Linked DNA regions of Sus scrofa: all the other regions are linked to region 1. A link is a contact called in public HiChIP or PLAC-seq data. All regions are on one chromosome and are shown on one strand. The core of a region is the stretch at or near the end of the contact, and the rest is flanking DNA. Distances in the headings are between cores, read along the strand shown.

Region 1 (5,134 bases), core at 728-3,227:
CCCCCCTGGGCAGGCTCTGTGCCCACCCCTCATCCCCCCGCCACCACCAGCATCTGTCTCCTCCATTGTCTCTGCTTCCTTCCTGGCCAGCACTCCTTACTGCTAAGAACACTCCTTGTCTCGGGCACCCAGTCCATCCATCCCCTAGGGTTACAAGGTTGCCTGACTCTGCCGAATCTCGAATCAAGGACATTGAACTTGCCTCCTCTCACTGGCCCTGCTGCTCCCCATGTTCAGCACCCAGGGGGCCTGATGGTCATTGACTCCTGCCTTCCCTGCCACCCTCAGCTGCTCAAGCTCCATCCGGGCCTCCAAACGTGTCTCTATGTGTCCCTCCCTCAGTGTAAGGGCCATCTTGCCTCTAGTCCCATGGCCACCCCCTCATCAGCACCCCCTCAGCCCTTCCCCACACAGTATGTAGCATGTGCTTTGGAAATATCTGATTATTTCACTCTAATCACCTCTTACATATTTTGAGATTTGACAAAGTTTTCTAGGCTTTTCTTGGCCAACAGGGTTTCCCCAAACTGGTTTCAGCCTACCCTCAAAGCCTTGGTGGTCACCCGTGTGCACACGTGCATGCTGCCCGCACGTGCGCATGCGCGGAGGGCGCCCATCTGGTTTCTTCACATGTGCGATTATTTACAGAGTGTATCTGCGCTTGGGAGACGACACTTTCCCCATTTCTTAAACTCATCCTATACAGGTTTTCTGTCCTTTTCCCTTTGTGGACAGCGCCTCCAGGGCAGAGTGAAGACCCTCATAAGTTCTCTATGTTCCTGCCTAAAGGGGGGGGGGGGGGGGCGGCGGAGATGACACCTTCTTTGAGTGGGGGTGGGGATCACCCATCTCTGGCATCCGCGTTCAGTCCAGCGGTCCAGTGTGCCTGCCGCAGGATGGCGAGGTCGGATACCCCATGCTGTGTTCTGAACACACTGGAAGCTGCCTTGTCACCCCCAGAGCCACCAAGTTGTGCCCATAAGCCCCAACAGCAGCTGCGCAGCATCCCCCGGGAAAGCAGGAGCTGCTTTGCCTCCTTACTTTGCCTCTTAAACTCCCCACTCAACTCTTTGCTGGCCGAACATGCCTTCCACGTGGTCAGCGAAACAGAGAAAAAGCCCAGAGTTAGGCTCCCACCTGGCATCCTGGAGACTGCAGGCCACTGTCAGAGGCCACACTCGTCCCTCAGGGATGGGGTGGGGAGGGGAGGCTCACTCCCAGGGGGTGACTGGACTTCCCTGGGGTGGGGGACAAACACCCAGGGCCCAGGGACGTCTGCCCTCTCCCTCCTGCCTTCTCAAAAGCGACCCTGCCCTTAAATAATCAGGACTTCTGTTTCTTGGGGGGAGTCTCGCTTGGCTTAGAAGGTGGTTGTTTTTTCTCTTCCACTTTAATGAACCAAGTATTTGGGAAATTAGCTCACAGAGTCATGCCAGCGCCACCAAATTAGAGCCATCTGTACAGATAAAACACTTAGGAGCTTTTGTGCCACTGCGGGCGAGATGTATGGCTCATTCAGTCTCCGAGGGCGCACTTTCGCCCTGAGTTTCTTTTTTTTCCCCCCCTAACACAGAAGAAGCTTCAGTCAGCAGCGTAGGAAACAGGAAGGAAGCCGTTGTTTTAAATAGCAGACGGCAGAGAATTGACTCATTATGGTCTGTTCATTCAGCCAGTGACAGCCAGAAGGCAGCCCGCTCCGCCCCCACATTCCCAAGACGCAGGTCAGGGGGCACGGTCGGGATTTTCTCACAGAGTCTGGAAGAATCCCGGGCAAGCCCTTTGGAAAAGAACTGGCGAAGTCCAAGGTTTCTGTCTTGCCAGGGATAGAACATGTCCAACCTGAACGTCTTGAAGATAATGAGACAAACACAAGAACGCCAGTAAAATCCTACAAGAATACCCGGAAGTTAGACATCCTGTGTTTCCCTTCCTCATCCTGATTTACTCCACCGTGTAGGGCCCACACGCTTTCAAGCCTCCTTTCTCATCTTGGCAACCGTCTATTTTCACTTCTCTGGGCTGGAGAGTCCTTGGCTCAGGGCCGTGAGGCAGCACGAGGGGGTGGCCTCTGCAGGGACAGGGGCCCCTCTGAAAGACAGGAAGAGTCCCCCCCCACCCCAGCCACCGATCCACCCTGGCCCAGGGCTGCTGCTGGGCTCAGGAGCCCACACGTTAATCTGTCTCAAATCCACCATTGTGACAGCCAAGCACACAAATTCGTCCACCCAGAGCCTTCGTGACCTCTGGATTTCATTCTTTTTTAAGTGTCTTGTGTTGTTTTTGATGTTCAGATTGGAATCCAGGTGTCTGATGGCACCTGAAGGAGATGAGAACATTAGGCCCTGGGCTACCCCAGCTCACACCTCCCTCCAGTGTTGGTGTTTCCTTAGTCCCAGGAGAACCAGGGTCACCACCTAATCTCCAACAGATGAGCCTGGGGGCCTTGACCCTGCCCTGCCTAAATTCTCCATCCAAGCCTCCCCAGCTGGGAAGGCCCACAGTCCCATGGCTCATCGGCCCTGAGCATCATGCCCCCCAACCCAGGCAACATCTGTCATGGCTCAGAGAGCCAGGTGGGCTCCTGTTTACACCTGAAACCGATGCTGATTCCTGTCAACAACAGGAGTGATCAAAACATTACTCCAAGAGTGATGGTTGTGGCTCAGCAGTAACGAACCCAACTAGCATCCATGACGATGCAGGTTTGATCCCTGGCCTCGCTCAGTGGGTTAAGGATCTGATGTTGCTGTGAGCTGTGGTGTACGTCACAGATGCAGCGCAGATTTCACGTTGCTGTGACTGTGGCACAGGCTTCAGCTGCAGCTCCGATTCACCCCCTAGCCTGGGAATTTCCATATGCCACAGGTACAGCCCTAAGAAGCAAAAAAAAAAAAAAAAAAAAAAAAAAAAGCGTTACTCCAAATGTTAGAACCCTGGAAACTCATGGCCGCAGGGTACACAGCATCTTCAAGTGGAAATGTTTCCCTGCTTTGGCCTCTTTCTAGAACATGCCCCACAGTTCAGGTTCCCAGTATATTCAGGAGGTGAGCTGAAATCCTGGAGACTGAGGATGGGGAAAGCCTTCTCCATGTTCATTTTCTTCAAAGCCATTTCACAAGCCTACAGGTGTCAGTATAAGCCAAAGAATGGATCTTGTCACAGATGAAAAGTTAGAGTGATCCTATCATTTATTGAATAAATCTGGACACTGATGAGAGTGACAAGGAAAACTATTAGGAATTGTGCCCAAACCCCAAGGATAAAGGGTTCCAGGCAAACTGGGTCGTACAGTCACACTATAAACTGTGACCATACTGTTCAAATTGGTGCTGGCTCCAAGGCTGGACAGCCATTTGGTTTCTTTGGGAGTTTTTTGATTGGTTTTGGTTTTTATTTTCTTTTTCAGCCCTACCTGTGGCATATGGAAGTTCCCAGGCCAGGGATCAAATCCAAGCCAGAGCTGCAACCTACGCTGCAGCTGCAGCAGCACCAGATTCTTAACCCACTGCACCCAGCCAAGGACTGAACCGGCACCTCCACAGAGACAAGCCAGATCATCCACCCACTGCGCCACAGCGGGAACTCCCTTTTTGTTGTTGTTGTTTTTTGGCCGCCCTGCAGCATATGGAGTTTCCTGGGCCAGGGATCAGATCCAAACCATATTTGCAACAATGCCAGATCCTTAACCCACAGTGCCAGGCCTGGTGTCTTTTTAATACAACATTCAAGTGACCCTAAGTTGAATTGGTAGAGGAGGTTGAGAAGGGTAAAGAAGATGGGGCTCAGCCACCACAGCTTGCTGACAGAAATGTGGGGGTCAGGGATGGGGGAGAAAGGGGAGTCATTCATCCCAGAAAAAGGGAGCTCTGCTACAGCTTGGAGAAAACCAGGTTCCTTTTCTTGTCTAAGCTGCTAGCTGCTCTCTGCAAAGTAACTGAGTTCTGCCAGTGTCCCGTCTAGCCTCAAAACCCAGCGGAATCCTGAGTCCTGAGGTTGGATTCTCAAGCCAGCCTCTGTGGCATCTATCAGAAGACAGACAGGTCTGCCCCACTCACTGGTTCTTGGCTTTTGGTCTGAAGATCCAGGCAGAAGGCCTTCTCCACCACCCTTTGTTTTTTTTTTTTTTTTTTGTTTGGGGGTGGGTTGTTTGTTTGTTTGTTTCCTTTTTCTTTTTATGGCCATACCTGCGGCATGTGGAAGTTCCCAGGCTAGCAGTCAAATCAGAATCGGAGCTGCAGGTGCCACTTACACTACAGCCACAGCAACGCAGGACTTGAGACGTGTCTGCAACCTCACTGCTCAGGGCAACGCTGGATCCTTAACCCACTGAGCAAGGCCAGGGATTGAACCCGCATCCTCATGGATCCTAGTCAGGTTCATGACCACTGAGCCACCATGAGAACTCCCTCCACCATCCTGTCTAACTGACACAGCGGCAGATTCCCTGCTCCAGATGTTCTTGTCCTGAGCAAGGCTAGAGGCTGAGATGCCCTCTCCTTCTAGGCCTCCCATTAACACCGCCGGCTAGCAGGTTTGTAAAAGACAGCTTTTTCAGAGGCAAGTTGTCTGAAGTAATTATAATTTAACTTTTCTCTCCTCAGGCGCCCCTCCGCCCAAGTGAAAACGTTTTGACCATTTGATGGGAATGCCTTCATTCACTTGAAAAAGGTTATTCATTTCATGGGCAGAAACACTCAACTGGCCTCCAAAACAGTATTCTGTAACAGGCCTTATCCTCAACCTTGAGGCAAAAATGATATGGAAACAACATTGAAATTATCCAACTGGTTTGAAGATATAATTATTCTTCTAGAAACAGGGTACATGCCTGCAGGATCCAAGAAAACTCCTTTATATTTCATAACAGTACTTGGGGGGGGGGAGAATCCCCTTTGTAGCCATAAAAAGAAACAAGGAACAAGCATATGTTTCATAGTCTCATATAAATATGACTGAATAATAGAGTAGAACCTAAAACCAGTTTTTCTCTAGAGTTAATTCTCTCACATTGCTCTTTCATTTCCCCTGGGTAAAGTTTTGTTGGTGGCCGTTATCACAGTCTCTTATTAGATTTTGCTTTGTTCTTATGTTTATTTCCATCATGGTGTTCCATAAAGTTTTGATAAATATATAA
Region 2 (5,134 bases), core at 1,890-4,389, 880 kb before region 1:
ATGCATGCACAGGCGCATGCGCACACTCATGTAACACGTGGATGAACATCAGCCCACACTTAAGCCCAGGCGCATGCGCACATGCACATAACGCATGGATGAACTCAGGGTGGCACACGTGCACACAGGTGGACAGATTGTGGCTGACAAAGGGGGGGGTGACACCAGATAAGGCCGGTCGTACACAAGGCCGGTCACCCGCACCCTCTGTGCCGTGGCTCCGTCTGAGGAAACGTGGAGGCTCAGGGATGGTCCCGCTGCGCCTGCGTGATGCTGGCGGAGTTCCGCCCACCCCTCCAGCTCTCGAGCGGGGGCTCCTCTCTTACTGGAACAAGACCCCCTTCTGAGTGGTGAGGACACAACCAGTATCGGACAAACAACTTACTGCCACCAGGATCCCAAGCTATTTTATGGGGCTAAGTGGATCATTTGTTTTCCAACTTAGGATGAATTCCATAATAAACAAAACGCCTCCGATCCAGTTGTGAAAACTTTCCAAATGAGGTAGTCATAAATGTTCTTGAGAAAACCCCCTGTGCTCAGCTGGCCCTTGCTCCCCCGCCCCTTCCCCACTTCTCCAGATCATCTGATCATACATGGAACTGCTGAGAAGTTCCCTGACCCCTGCCTTCGTGACTAACAACTTTGTAGTGTAATTATATCAGAGACAGAATAGAGTATATCGTACAAATCCTTACACTCCTGGTAAGAATTCTGCTAACAACTGGCTAACATTCTTCAACAATCACAGTTTTTCTTTCTCTGATAACAAATGTTATGCATGCTTATTCTAGAAGATTCAGACAAATGTCAAGAAAAACCAACACTCCCTCACTCTCACCTACAGAGATAACCACTGTTCAGGTTTTAGTGATCTTTTTCCCCCCAGCTTATATAATATATTCTTCTTCCTTCCCTTTTTACCACTTTGCCTGCAGCATATGGAGGTTCCCAGGCTAGGGGTTGAATCAGAGCTGTAGCGGTCAGCCTCTGCCGCAGCCACAGCAATGTGGGATCTGAGCCGCCAACTGCAATTTATGCCACAGCTCATGGCAACATCAGATCCTGAACCCACTGAGTGAGGCCAGGGATCGAACCTGCATCCTCACAGAGACTATGTTGGGTCCTTTACCCACTGAGCCACAATGAGAACTCCAATAAATCTTTTTTTTTTATATGAAACTGAGGTTATACAACATATGCTTTTTCAGTGGCTCTTTGCATCAAACAATGTATCAACCACGTGCTCCCTGACATAATTTCCAGGGCTGTTTAACATCAGGTTGCACGGATGCCCCAACACATTTAAGCAACCCCCTGCTACGCTAGACATTTGAGAGCATAAGGGATGCTGTGCTCAGCCAACCTCCAAGGAAGCTCTTCCTGAGGACAAATTCCTGGAAGTGAAATGGCTGGGTCAGAGGACACAGGTTTTAATACTTATGGCCAAACTGTCTTTCCCAAGTTTCCTAGCAGTGTATGTACCTTCCCAGGCAGCGTGGACAAGTGTCCATTTCCCCAGACACTTACCATACATGAGTGCCGGTTTCTTCTTGGTTCTTACGTTTTCCGTGCCATGAGCCATGTTGAACCCAATGAGATTCATCTTCCGAATCCATCACCATCCTGGGGAGCCTACGTGACACACAAAAGACAGCGCTTCTGAAATGACCAAGGACATGCAGGGCAGGTTTAAATGTGAACTGAAGGATGAATTAGGGTTTGCAAACTAAATAATGACACCAGGCTATATTGCTGACACAGCAGGGACGACAGCTTTGAGTGCAGCCCTGCCCATGTATTTATTTATCATTTATTTATTTTCCTTTTAGGGCTACACCTGCGGCACATGGATGTACCTGGGCTCGGAGTCGAGTCAGAGCTGCAGCTGCTGGCCTACACCACAGCCATGGCAATGCTGGATCTGAGCCGCATCTGCGACCTACAACGCAGCTTGTGGCAAAGCCGGACCCTTAACACAGTGAGCGAGGCCAAGGATCAAACATGCATCCTCATGGACACGAGTCGGGCTCTTAGCCAGCTAAGCCACAGTGGGAACTGCCCATGTGTTTAAAATAACCTATGTATTCCATTTAGAATGGATAAGCAATGAGGTCCTACTGTACCACAAACTATGTCCAGTCTTTTGGGGTAGACCATGGCGGAAGATAAGAAAAAGAATGTATACATATGTAGGACTGGGTCACTTTGTTGTATAGCAGAAATTGACACGATATTATAAATCAACTATACTTTAATAAAAAAGAAAATTACATAACCTATTAGTCAGTGATAATGTCCCCGTGACTTGTCACTCTTTCCACCCGGTTGTTGGTAGCACTGACCTTGGACGTGGCAGGGGTTCACTCCAAGCTTTGTATCTCCTAGGCCTCACCCCATGTCCCCAGCTTGGCAGGGCTTCCCCGAGCTAGGGAAGAAGGGCTGAGACTCTGCCATCTGTCAAGGTGAAGGGTCTGTGGACTGACTCAGGCCCAGGGGACAGCCATGGTATTGGATGCAGGAAAACGTCAGTGACTCATCTTTCTCTGCTCGGCCAGGCAAGATGGCAGCATCCGCCTCAGGTAAAGGAACCTCATTTGAAATTCACCCCAAGTCCCCAGTGCCTTCACCAGTTCCTTCCGCCTGAGAAGTGGTCTGCGGTTTGTCACATTGGGCCATCGTGTGGGGCCACGGCAAGTTGCAGCTCTGGAATTTAATCATCATATTGAACAACTCATTTCTAAATTGGGCTGGTGATCAAGACAGTCTTACAAGAATATGAATCGTTGGATGTTTGCAGCCAGAGGATACGGAACAGCCCGGATTTTATGGCTCATTCTAGATAATGGTGACACATGGCTGAGAAATGCTTCTGCTTCCTAACGCCGTAAATTGGATGGTGTTTATTATAATGCAGCTAGAGCAGAGACACTTTATCATAAGAGCTGCTGCCCCCATATGGCAAATCATTACTCAGCGTATACTTGATAAATTGGTCATCATTCATAGGCAGAGAAGCTGATAGAGCCCCGTTTTATTTGCAGGAGAGCAGGCAATATGTTATCTTCCTGGGCTGATGTTTTTTCCACCAGAAATGTTATGCTGCTTCCTGTGCGTTGCTGAGCATTGTGTCAATGTCATGGGTCACGTGGGCATTAATGCCCAGCGTGGAGGAGGAACCATGGCTGAGCTCAACAGTCTTTTCAGAGGAGGTCCTTAGAAAGAGATTTTCATCTGCAAATTTAATCTCTCACTCCCCAGATGGAAAAAGAGAGAGGAAGGAATGATGGCCATGAGTAACTTTGTTCCCCAAAGCTGGCCAGGCCACGAAAGACAAGTCACAATGACTTCTAAATACAGGAAGGCAATGGTGGACTGTGGTTTGGTTGATGGTGGGAGGCTGGGCTCCCAGACGTGGCCCCCACAGGGAACTTGGCAAGCACTCCCTGGTGATGGAAATCTTTCCCAACCGAGAACGTGGTATTGCTGCAGGGGACAGAGCTGTGCTGCATCCACAGAGCTGCTGTCACAAGGCAAACTGGTCCGGGCCATGGTTCCTGACTCCATTCGCCAGCAGCATGAGTCAGTACAGCACGTGGTCAAGTGACAGGGGGCTAAAGGTCCTCAGACACAGCAGTCAGGCCGGTGTGAGCTGTGAGTGGACATTACTCACGAGGTCCCAGACACCCCTGGAGCCACAAAGACGCTTCCCAGCATCTAGAACTTTCCAAGGTCTAGTGATACCCTTGGCCACACAACAGCCTCTCTGAGTCACCAGAGTAACTCACCTTGAAGTCACCTATGGGTATTTACTGAGTCTCAGCAGCAAGCCCAGTGTGGTGATAGGGGAGGCAGGGGCACAGGTGGGCCACAGCTAGGGAACCACAATCGCCTTCGCAGCGTTGTTCCTGTCTTCAGATGCTCTCGCAAACACTGTCTCGAGGGGATGCGACCAGGTGAGCAGGTGAGCTTGCAAATTCCAGTTCCACCACGAGTGGGCACCCTCGGCCTCCTCCCTGGTGCCTCTAGGCATCCATTTAATCTTCCAAAAAGGAGAGTCCACGCTGGTCCCTATGCAGCTGGGTTTCCACAAGGATCCAGGGCATCCTCCATGACAAGCAATGGGATGCTGGCCGTCACCACCCACCATCCCTGTGTCACAGAAGGAAATACTGGCCAAAGGGCACAGAGAGCAGAATGTAAAAAACGTTACTGTTTTTTGTTTGTTTTTTGTCTTTTTGGGGTGCACCTGTGGCATACAGAGGTTCCAGGGCTAAGGGCTGAATTGGAGCTGCAGCTGCCAGTTTACACCACAGCCACAGCAACACCAGATCCAGCTGCATCTGTGACCTTCACCACAGCTCACAGCAATGCCAGATCTTTAACCACTGAGAGAGGCCAGGGATGGAACCTGCATCCTCATGGATACTAGTCAGGTTCATTACCACTGAGCCATGACGGGAACTCCAGGTTTCCATCTGCCTTCACACACCCTCCTGGGCAATTTGTGAGGATCACCTGCCCCCAGTGAGGAGACTCAAGGCAGGCTTCTCACTATTTGTCACTCCTGATATTTGGGGTCAGATACTCCTCTGCTGGGGTGGTGGGGGGGGTGGCACCATGTGCATTCGGGGAGGTTCAGCAGCAGCAGCCCTGGCCTCCACCCAACAGGCCAGCAGCACTGTCCCGCTTGTAAGCACCCAAAAGGTCTCCAGACGTCGCCAGCTGTCCCCTGAGGGGGTCACATCACCCCTAGTTTAGACCCATGGAGGCGGGTAGTTTGACAAAGCGCTGGTGAGGAGCATGGTCCCGGGGACAGAGTCTGGGACTGACGTGTCTGGGAATTCAATAAAGGGGGCATTTGAGGTGAGGGTCTCTTGTCATCAAACGAGGACCTACATCAGACAAGGCCATGCTCACGTCCCACTGTACAGAGGGAAGACCATGGGAGGGGTGGCCACTGAGGGAATAAGAGCCAGAGGCCCAGAGGGGACCACGAGGGGCAGGAGAAGAGAGGGGCCTGTGGTGGGGAAGGGGATAGAATACAGGCCCCAGGGAGCTGTCAGCAGAGTTGGGACCCAGGAGGAGTTAGGCTCCAGGGGCCCAGCAATGCTGGTCCCCATGGGGGTGGGGC
Region 3 (5,134 bases), core at 1,906-4,405, 590 kb before region 1:
TTCTCAGATGATGCTTCTGGTCCGCCATCCATACTTGGGGAACAGTTGCAAAGGTGAAAGAGGGGCTGGCAGTTGGGGGGCAAGAAGGGGGATGTTGGAGAGGGGATTCACGTCAATTATAGGTTCCATCAATGGCCCAACTCTACACAGGGCCCCAAGGAGTGTGCGTGCTCAGAAGCTAGACGTTAGGATTCTCTACAGAGTGTCTGGGGTCACACTTGATCCAGAGGCATGAGGCTCTGTATCTGTGAATGGATTACACAGGCCCATGGGCAAGGATGACCAGGAGTGGCAGCCACAGGGCACTGAAGACCAGAGGCTCTTCCCCATTGTTTTGTGGTCTGTATACAACCCAAAGGTATGAAAAGGAACCAGGAAAGTAGGTAGATGGATAGATGGATGGATGGATAAATGGATGGATAGATGGATAGATAGATATATAGATAGCATTTTCTGCTTTTCTAGAGTAGAAGCAAAGTCACACTGGATTTCATTTCAAAAAATTTAAATGTGATAGTTCTTGTGACTTGGGTAACATGGAACATCCGAAAGTTTTATAGTTTCAGTTTTTGCATTTAGAACTATGATCCACTTTGAGTGAATGACATTCAGGGTTAGGCAAAAAAATAAATAAAACCTAACAGCAGCAAAAGCCCATAAACTCCCATGGTGGATTCTGTGACACAGCACGTAGATCCCACTTCAGGATGGGGACACTCACTCCAGCTGCCGGACATGTGGGTTGGTGACAGATCACAGCGCTGTTCCTCACCAGGAATTGCTCTCACCTGCAGGAATCAGCCTGTCCAAGCCTGGTTGCTCCCTGGGACAGCTCACATCCAGTGACTTCTCGGTGTGAGTCAGGTCTGGGCACCTGGTGGGACAGTTCAGTGTGGGACGCCTCTGAATGGCCAGTTCAGCTCCAGAGCTCCCCATGGGATGCAATGCTGCCCCTCTTCCCCACCTCCTTCCCTCCACCCTCTCCCAACCCTCTTCCCCTCCCTCCTTGCCTTCACTCTCCTATAGGTACTATTCCCAACATTACGCTCCAGATGAACTGCTGCATGAAAATCCAGGATTTCAGTGTCTATCTTAGAAGAGTCTCTCTCTGATCACCTCAAAGCTGATTATGCCATTTCTCTGCTTTAAAACCCTTTGCCTATAGACTAAAATATTAACTCTTCATTTGGGGTACAAAGGCTCTCATGGGCTGGCTCCAGTGCATCTTTGTCCTCAGCTTCCTCTGTCTCCAGTGACGGTGTCCTTCAGACAATGTAAATCTACATCCCCAAACTCCCCACACCCACTTTCTTGCTTGTGGTCTCCTCTCTGCCAAGGATAAATTCCCTACCTTCTGCTTTACTCTTCTGTTCTGCCTTGGATGGGATAGCACCTCCTCTGGGAAGTCGCCTCACTGTTTCTGCTTAGCACCATGCAATCCTTGATGTGAGAATCCATCATCTAATCTTGAAACTTATTTGACCCTCCTACTAAGTTGTAATCTCTTCTAGGTGGAAACCAAATTCTAGATCCTTGTGCCATCTTCACTGGATTATAGATTTTCAGTACATTTTTGGTGAATGAATAATAAATACAAAGATAAGTTGTGTAGTGTAAAAAAAAACATTAAATATTAGGAAATTTTTGCTATACTTTGTTCCTGATATCTTATATCTAGAATATCATGTAGCTTCTTTATCAGAGTCTGTACTTTCTAAAAATCTTTTTTGAGTTCTGGACTAGCACGTTGGCCAGGGAACAAATATAAGCAAAGACTTCAAGGTGAAAAATGAAATCCAAACCTCAGTTCTGCAAAATTAGTTATATTTGTAAAACAGGATGAGGGGGTGAAAATGACGATGATTTCAGGGGGAAAAAAGAGCAAGAGAGAGAACAAGGGAGGGAGGAGGAGAGAAAGAGAGAGAGAGAGATGATTAAAAATTAGATTGGCTGGTGAGAGACTGGAAATTTTCTTCCCATTCCCAAGAGGCTTATTTTTTTATCTTTCTTTCTCACACAGGAAAGCAGCACATTAGTTTCAAAGTTAAGTCTCATCACTAAGAAAAGGCATTCACAATATATGAATGATGACCAAGCATTTGGATTTTATTTATGAGAATAAAACTTTAAACTAATTAAACAATCATTTGTTCTCTTTTACAGACTGATGTTATTATAGGATATTACAATTTGACATCAACTTTTTACACTCTAAGTTCTGGAGACTTGGTTGACTATTTTAAAGTAAGAGCTGTGTTTATTGATATATTTGATTTTAGGAATTATGATCCTGCAGTTCCCCTGAGAGATTATGTTCTCTTCTTTTCTAAGACGAAGTCCTTAACAGGATGAGATCTTATCTTCCAGGAAACCATGAATTCACTGCGGAGGAGAAAGATTTGGATTTCGCTCTGGTAGAACGTGAAGTACCTTTTGAATTCTTTACTGTCTCTTCCAGTGATTTATCTTCTGCATGAAAATAATCTTTAGCATTTTTCAAGACAGATGAATTTATCTTTATAGAAACTGAACAGTTGTTCTGCAAGAAAACCAAAGAGAAAGGAAAACAAAATGATAGCTTTTGGGCAAGGCAACCGGGTCAAAAGAAGGTAAAAATGAAAAGAGTATCCTTGACTGAGAATCCAGGTGAAGCTTATGTCAAAACTCTTATTTTCAACAGTGAGGCGGTCATGAAAAAGTTGAAATTGTTGTCTTGTTTCCAAATAAATGTTGAGATTGTAAATTCTACATTATGAAAATGGAATCTGGAAATAAAATCCTAAACAATTGAAAATTTAAAGACTATGTTTCTTTCCTCAAATTTGCCTTGCCTTTTAACATTGAGTTTGGATCCCTCTGCTACTTTCTCTCAGTAAATAAGCTACCCTAACTCCCAGATAATATTAAAAATATAACTGCAGAGAAAGGAAACAATATTGGAAGTTAGAGTGCTTCAAGCAAAACCAAATTATAGTGCTTCAATAATCAGAAGAGTTTTTTTAAATTAAATCATAGGTCTTTATTAACAAAATAAAAGCTTTAGCTTTTTACACAGGGACAGAGAAAATGTGAGTGTAGGACCCACATTGTCCCGCTGTCACCTTGACAGACAGAGATGGTTATTAACAAGAGTGTAATACAGGCATACGGAGTCTGGAATTCTGTCTCTGTTAAGATTTAGATCCTGCCAGTGGGTAGCAGCTGTTTTAAATTTAAGAGGACAGGAGTGAGTTAGCGACATTTTGTAAGAAATAAATGAGCCCTCAGCGCACACCAATTGCTGGTAAATTCAGAAAATGATAAACATTCTTCCTTGAGCAAGAAAGCTAGATCGGAAACACACCTGCAAAGATTTATTTTCAAAACAGAAAAGATGTTGCTGTGCAACTGAAATGGTCTATTTTCACCGCTCCCCCCAGTCTCTCCTTTGGGATCATCTCCTGATTTCAATTGCGTTCATAAAAATCTGAGAGATTTTGATGAAACTAAGACAAAACTCAAAACTTCACAACTCGAAAGTGTTCCTTTGTAAAACCGAAGTCAATTTCCATTAACATTGACTCAATGTAATTTTCTTCTTTTGGTCTGTGCATTATTTTTCCCCCATGAAAATAGCATCCACATTTTAAAAAGGAAACAACAAAAATCAAACAAAAAACCTTAAAAAACAATCAAGAAATGTACCGAAAACTGAATAGTTCTTAAGACATACAATACAGGGGCTGCTGACACCATATTAAAAATAGATAAGTCTTGGAGTTCCCTAGTGGCTCAGCGGGTTATGGAGCCAGTGTTGTCACTGTAGTAGCATGGGTTCGATCCTTAGCCCCAGGATCCTCTGCATTCTATGATCATGCCCCCCCTCCCCAAAATTGATAGTGGGTCTGGCACTTTATACTATGACTGGCATTCTAGAGAGTTGGTGAAAAACTTTAAACAAATCTCTTCTTTAAATCAATTGTGTGAAGTTTTAAACTAACAACTTTCTAGTGTTTTGAAATATCACGGAATTGATATAAATGAGAAAATTTGTATTTAATAAACCTAATTTAAAGAAAAGTAAAATCCCTCAAGTTGCCATTTTAATTTCCTGAAATAGATCCTCTTGCTTGTCACTTAACACCCTATAAACTACGTGCATTTCTTAGTTGCTTATCTTTAAATCATAGCTCAGGAACACTTAGGAAAAGAAGAATCTATATTCAGAGGTAAAGTGAAAGATGAAAATACAAGGTAGTAATGGAGACTATACTTAATATAAGCAAACGACAATTCTGTGCCATGATTTTCTTCTAAAATTAGATGATAATCATCAAACTGCCTCTTTATTTTTGTAGTGTTCAAAATTGTGTGGGGTTTTGACACCATTAATCATGAGTATCACACACACACACAGAAACCACATAGGCTAAGATAAATAAACTGATAATAAAATGCACTTTAGGTCACTTTCAGGCTACATAATCCAGCAAAATACAGTATTTTCTCAAACAAATTTAGCCTGAGGTTTATACAACTACTGTTTTTCAGTAAAAAGGATATCTATCAGTCACTCCTTATTATGAAAATTTGGGTTATAGCAGCGAAGGTGCAAAACAGTGGTGAAATAATTTCCATTATCAGAGTTTACATTACTGCTTTAGACCATGGCGAGAGGATGACCGAAAAAAAATCCTTTGTGATCATGATCCTAAATGCCCAATCATTCCTCCCAACCCACAAAAATATCAGAACCTAGAATTGAAACAACAGAAAAAAACAAATGAGGAAAAAGCCCTCAGGGTGCCGATTCCATCCTGTACTCCTCTCCTTGTGACAGGTTTTTTTCTTCCTTCTGTTTTGATATTGAAAAAAAGAATCTGTCGCACGATATTATTTCTATAGAAAACTTGAGTCAGCATGTGGTCTCCCCCTTACATAGCACAATCCTTGGTAGCAAAGGATGTATTTTACTTACCTGTCTGCCAGTATTTTCCCGTGCACAGAGAAGATCCTTAAAATACAATTGAAAAAACATACAAACATACAAATAGAACATCTTGTCCTTAATCGCAAGGACAGAGTAACAGCTGCTTTGAAGGGGAGGATTCAAGCAAAGCTAAACCATAGAAAGCAGTTGCCAAATCCTTCAGCT
Region 4 (5,134 bases), core at 1,947-4,446, 520 kb before region 1:
AAGAATCTGAAAAAGAATATATATACACACACACAAATGAATCACTTTGCTGTACACCTGAAACTAATATAACACTGTACATCAACTATACTTCAATTACAATTTTTTTTTTGTCTTTTTAGGGCCCCACCCATGGCATATGGAAGTTCCCAGGCTAGGGGTCAAATACAGCAACGCAGGATTTGAGCCATGTCTTTGACCTACACCACAGCTCACAGCAATGCTGTATCCTTAACTGACTGAGCGAGGTCAGGGTTGAACCCGCGTCCTCATGGGTACGAGTCAGGTTCGTTACCACTGAGCCGAGATGAGAACTCCTACAGATTTTTTTTTTAATCTCAAAAAAGTTAAAAATTTAAAAAACTTTTTAAAAAAGAGCAATGATGCTGCTGGCTGGAAGAGCAACGATGACAGAAGGCATCACTTGAACTCCAAAGACAGCAGGTGGAGAAAAGCTCACCTCTCAGGCCCTAGTCCTCTGTGACCTGCTCTATTGACTAGCAACTTATCTAGTTACATTAGCCTATTAGAGGCTGGATGGATATTCAATGTCTAACTAATCAGTTATTAGCATTTAAATCAAGTGTATGCCTATCATGAGAATTCTCAATACAGGTCACCTGTGAACAACCCAGGGGGTTGGGGCCCTGACCCTCCTGGAAAATCCGGGTGTGCTTTACACTGGGCCTTCTTTATCTGTGGTTCCTCCATATCCATGGCTCAACCAACTGATGACCACGAGTTAACTGTATTTATTGTAAAAAAAATTTGCAATTCAGTGGGCCCTCGTAGTTTAAACTCATGGTTTTCAAGGGTCAACTGTATATACAAGAGTTTTTAAAATTATAACAACAGCATGTAAGTTCAATACTCTTATTTCTTATCACAAATAAAGTGCCTGAGGCACAGAGAGGCTAAGGAAGTCTTCCAAAGTCACAGAGCACCAGCCACCAAGGCCAGCCTCTTTCATTGACATCATAATTCTCTCCTTACCGTCAAAAAACAAGGAACTGTCACAGGATGTAGCAAAGAGGAGCCCAGATGGGCACAAATTATTGCTGCTCAGCTCTCCCTGTGGCTGGTCCTTCCACCTCCGGGGGCCCAGGAGGATGTGGGGAAAATGGTGCCGCAAAATCACCATTTCATTTCATCCACACCCCCGCTGGTTGCAAAGTGTTATTAGATGCTCCTGGTGAGGACCCTGCACGAGGTGAACCAAGGCTGTGAAATCCTTGCAGTTCAGAAACCTGTTTGGCTCAACTCCTTTCCTCAGACATATTTCGTGATGGTGTCCCTTTCTGAGGAGCATCTAACGCCTCATGTTTCTGCAGAAGACAGTTCTGAAATCACCGAGCTGCAGAAAAACCACAAAACAATACATTCTGAATCAAGGCCACTCTGTTCCAGGTGGTTCCCCCCGGTGGGGGGGAAGGGGGATACCTGGAGTGGAGTGGTCGCAGCCTGACCTCACATCCAAAACAGAAACTGTAGGAACCAGTTTCGCATTAACTTAAGGAAAGTCTGATTACTCATCAGGCCACCAGATATTTAGGGAACCCCACGGGACAGGCACTGGGCTGAGTGTGGAGACTGTCCATGAACAGAAAGGTGGTTTCTGCCTCTGGAAGTTCAGAGTGGAATAGGGACGATGAATGTTGCCCAATTGGACCTGTCATGAGTATTGAAGAAAAAAAAAAAACTGCCAGGTGCTACAGGAACACTGAATAGAAAGACCTTATGTGGGAGCTCCCGTCATGGCACAGAGGAAATGAATCTGACTAGGAACCACGAGGTTGTGGGTTCGATCCATGCCTCACTCAGTGGGTTAAGGATCTGGCGTTGGTGTGACTGTGGCATAGACTGGTGCCTACAGCTCCTATTCTACCCCTACCCTGGGAACCTCCATATGCCACAGGTGCGGCCCTAAAAAGGACAAAAGACAAAATAAATAAATAAATAAAATAGGAAGACCTTATCTTATCACCGTAGAAGTGATACTTCATGTGAGGCCTAAAGAATAAATAGGAGAGGAGTTCCCACTGGGGCACAACAGGATCTGCAGCATCTCTGGAGCTGGGACTCAGGTCTCAGCACTGGCCCACACAGTGGGATAAAGCATCTGTCACCGCCACACTTGTGATATAGGTTGCAACTGTGGCTCGGATCTATCTGATCCCTGGCCTGGGAACTCCGTATGCCGTGGGGTGCCCCCCCCCCCAAAAAAAAGAATGAACAGGAGGTAAACCCATTTGGGGGGAATCCAAACAGAGGCACCCTCATCAGCAGGGACCTTCTCCTGGTGAGCTTCTGCCCCTGCTTCCTCTACTTAGATGCCTTCCCCCTGTACAGGTAGCTTTGAGGACCCCCCACCCTCAATTCCTGTCAACAGCTCTTATCACCCAGAGTCCTGGTTAGCTGTTTACGTCTACACAGCATCCCTGGCAAATTGGCCCCCCCTTGAGTCCTGTTTCTTTATCCTCCCAGTCTGTCTAACCCACTGCTATCTGGTTCACAGGCCATGAAATGTCTATGAAGGGAAGAAGGGCAGGAAAGAAGGAAAGAGAAGGCAAAGCACTGAACCAACACCTCGCTGCATCCACAAGTTCCTTCTCCAGATGTCATGGATTTTGTCAAATAAAAAGGACAGCAGTTACACTCAAGGGTCTCAGGAATAACCAGCCCCCATCCCCTTCACACATTAATTTAGCGTCCAAACATTGGTGTGAGGCTGGGGAGGCAAATGATGAATAAGATGCAATGTGTGTGTTCAGGGAGCTGAAGACCTAGTGGTGAAAACTCAACGGAAATGCAGGTCTTTCTTTCATCCTTCTGGATGAAAACAGAAAAGGCTGGAGGTCTACGGTGCAGGGACGATGCCGGCCTTGTCTGCTGGCTTTAAAACAGCAGAAAGGTAAAGCTGGATTCCTCGCTCTTCTCGCAACAAATTTTCCCGCGCATTCACTGGTTCTGCGCAGCAAAGGTTCAAGAGCCTCCAAACCGCCTGTCCCGAGAAGGGGGGGGCCACGGGTTGCCAGCTTCCTCCTTGCAGGGCCGGGTCCGGTCCAATCCCCCCGCAGACCCTGGATGCACCCGCGCGCCCCCTCGGCCCTGGCTTCTCCGCACTACACGACGTCACTTGGGTCACGTGGGCGACCCCCCCCCCAGCCCCTGCCACGCCGGACTCAGCTGCTCGGCCCCAGATCTGGGGAACTGGTGGGGGGCGGACGGGCGGCGCGTCTGCTTGGCCCCTGCCGGCCCCCTCCCAGAGCCGGCGGGGAGCTGGGGGCTCTGGTGAAATCGGAACCCGGGCTCTAAATGAAGGGGAGCAGATGTCCCTGTGTTGCTGGGAGGCCTGGGTGGCCTGCTGTTCAGGCGGCGATCGCGGGGGCGCTGACCTTCCGGGGCCGCTGTCAGTCTCGGTGCAGATGGCCCGCCCGCCGCCCTGCCCGCTCCTCCGCGTGGGGACCGCGGCAGCCGGCGGGTCTGCGGCCGGAGGGAGCCGTCTGCGTGGGGGGGCGGAGAGGGGGCCCGAGGGGATCGGGCCGGCGGGGAGGGCCGGCCCCGCGCACAAAGGAGCCCCGGCGGCGGCCCCTCGGAGGACAATGCAGCCCCGGGGCGCGGGGGGCTGCGCCTGGCCGGCCGCCGCGCTCCAGCTGCCTCTTCACAACGAGGCTTGCAAACGTGCCCACTTGATTCTAAATCCTCTTAGGCGCTCTCCGTGTGAACCGGGAAGGGGGTGGCCCTCCGATCCTTTGCAATCCCAGGCCTGGAGCCCAGGCGCTCAGCCAGCGTGTGCACCACGCATGCAAATAGAGTCAGCGTCTAGAAGAAATAGGCAGTCTTTCTGCGTCGTCACCAGCCTCGTGCAAACACCCTGATCTGGCCTTTTGGTGCCACGCGGGGTCCTTAAAAATTTTCAGGGTGTTTTCCCTGGAAGAGACTTCCTGTTAAGTGTTCAGAAAAGCCAGCTGAGCTGTGCTGTCATTAGTCACCCAGGTATTTACACTGTTTTTCCCATTTCCTTTCTCTCTTGGCCTCTGTGGTCAGTGGTATAAAATTCCTAGGAACTCCCACCTAAACACCAGCTTCCTGTTTATTCACCCGGTGGCTTTAATGTTTAGCTGTTGAAAGCAGTTGACCAAGGCTCTAGAAAAGGACCAGCGGAGGTTTGCAGGTGAATAGAAAAAAGGAAAAAAAAAAAAAAAAAAAAAAACCCAACCCCAAATCCAAATGGGTAGGTCAAAGGTCTGGGTTCATTTTTAATCACTTATGTCAGAATCACAGGGGGAAAAGGTAAAAGTGAAGTGTAATTTGATGCCTGAGATCGTGGTTGAGTTTCATTTGGCCCCTGTGTCCACAGGAACCTGTAAAATATGATCCACTAAACTATGAAAGTTTTCCTTTGCAGCAGTTAAAGGCCCTTCGCACCCCCGCCCCAAGTGGCATGACATTCTTTTGTTGTAGAAGGTTCAAGTTCGCAGGAAAGTGCCATTTGGTGTGCTCCAGTGTGCTTTACACCTCCCAGGGCTGTTCTGGCCTTGAGTTCCTGCAACAAAAGGTTGCATCCGTGCAGCTACCTGCATTGCAGCCTCTGTGTCCTGGAAAGAAAGGGCTTATCATCCTGCCCTTTTCTGATGCAGAATTTCCTGGATGACTCCCAGGGAGTGAATAGCTATTCCCTGACAGGACCCCTCTGGAATTCCCTGCATTAGAAGATAGCATCTTTCCTTGATGATCTGATCTCTTTAAAAAAAAAAAAAAAAAAAAAGTTTTCTGTGTATAAAGCTGAAATCTGTCTCCACTTAGGGAGCCAGGTAGAAGAAACCTAATTTTTCTCCTACATGATATTAACCTTCAGCTGTTTGGAGGCAGCTCGAATGTCTCCCCAGCGTCTTCTCCCAGCTAAACATCGGCAGCTCCTTCACCAGTTTCTCCCATGGGTCAGAGTCTGAGGCACCATCCTCGGTTATCTAGAGATGATTCTGTTGATCTAAGGCCCTTTGAAACTGAAAATGGTGCTTGAATCATGCGGAAGCTCAGCCCAGGAGGCAGCACTGGAGGAACATGACTTAAAACCAACAGGGAAAATCAGTCAACCCATGTCCAAGTTATTCAGACAAAAATAAATTTGGGT

The links. HiChIP or PLAC-seq counts read pairs in DNA pulled down with a chosen protein or histone mark.
Region 2: an H3K27ac HiChIP or PLAC-seq map of alveolar macrophages shows a contact between it and region 1. The contact joins two enhancer-like sites. A contact is called at or near these places in 1 of 47 Hi-C or Micro-C datasets (embryonic fibroblasts) and 2 of 2 datasets of contacts at active chromatin or transcription factors (alveolar macrophages and skeletal muscle).
Region 3: a contact with region 1 is called in an H3K27ac HiChIP or PLAC-seq map of skeletal muscle. The contact joins two enhancer-like sites. A contact is called at or near these places in 6 of 47 Hi-C or Micro-C datasets (alveolar macrophages, embryonic fibroblasts, fetal skeletal muscle and 2 more) and 2 of 2 datasets of contacts at active chromatin or transcription factors (alveolar macrophages and skeletal muscle).
Region 4: a contact with region 1 is called in an H3K27ac HiChIP or PLAC-seq map of skeletal muscle, with 7 times the contacts expected there. The contact joins two enhancer-like sites. A contact is called at or near these places in 2 of 47 Hi-C or Micro-C datasets (embryonic fibroblasts and fetal skeletal muscle) and 1 of 2 datasets of contacts at active chromatin or transcription factors (skeletal muscle).

The regions. Positions count from the first base shown.
Region 1 is chr10:42,371,859-42,376,992 of Sscrofa11.1, forward strand. No RefSeq gene overlaps it. Among named protein-coding and RNA genes, the nearest start is that of ARHGAP12, 200 kb to the right of the region's middle. Within about 2 kb of position 1,978, at least 51 of the 83 cell types and tissues checked have an H3K27ac peak or open chromatin away from gene starts, as enhancers often do. A contact at or near this core is called in alveolar macrophages, fetal skeletal muscle and skeletal muscle, where this site is marked.
Region 2 is chr10:41,495,337-41,500,470 of Sscrofa11.1, forward strand. No RefSeq gene overlaps it. Among named protein-coding and RNA genes, the nearest start is that of SVIL, 320 kb to the left of the region's middle. Within about 2 kb of position 3,140, at least 16 of the 83 cell types and tissues checked have an H3K27ac peak or open chromatin away from gene starts, as enhancers often do. A contact at or near this core is called in alveolar macrophages, where this site is marked.
Region 3 is chr10:41,782,461-41,787,594 of Sscrofa11.1, forward strand. ZNF438 (zinc finger protein 438) reads right to left here. Exons shown (of 19, transcript XM_021064197.1): 8 at 2,431-2,539; 9 at 789-874. Among named protein-coding and RNA genes, the nearest start is that of ZEB1, 230 kb to the right of the region's middle. Within about 2 kb of position 3,156, at least 4 of the 83 cell types and tissues checked have an H3K27ac peak or open chromatin away from gene starts, as enhancers often do. A contact at or near this core is called in fetal skeletal muscle and skeletal muscle, where this site is marked.
Region 4 is chr10:41,850,980-41,856,113 of Sscrofa11.1, forward strand. All of the region lies in intron 3 of ZNF438 (zinc finger protein 438), which reads right to left. Among named protein-coding and RNA genes, the nearest start is that of ZEB1, 160 kb to the right of the region's middle. Within about 2 kb of position 3,197, at least 52 of the 83 cell types and tissues checked have an H3K27ac peak or open chromatin away from gene starts, as enhancers often do. A contact at or near this core is called in fetal skeletal muscle and skeletal muscle, where this site is marked.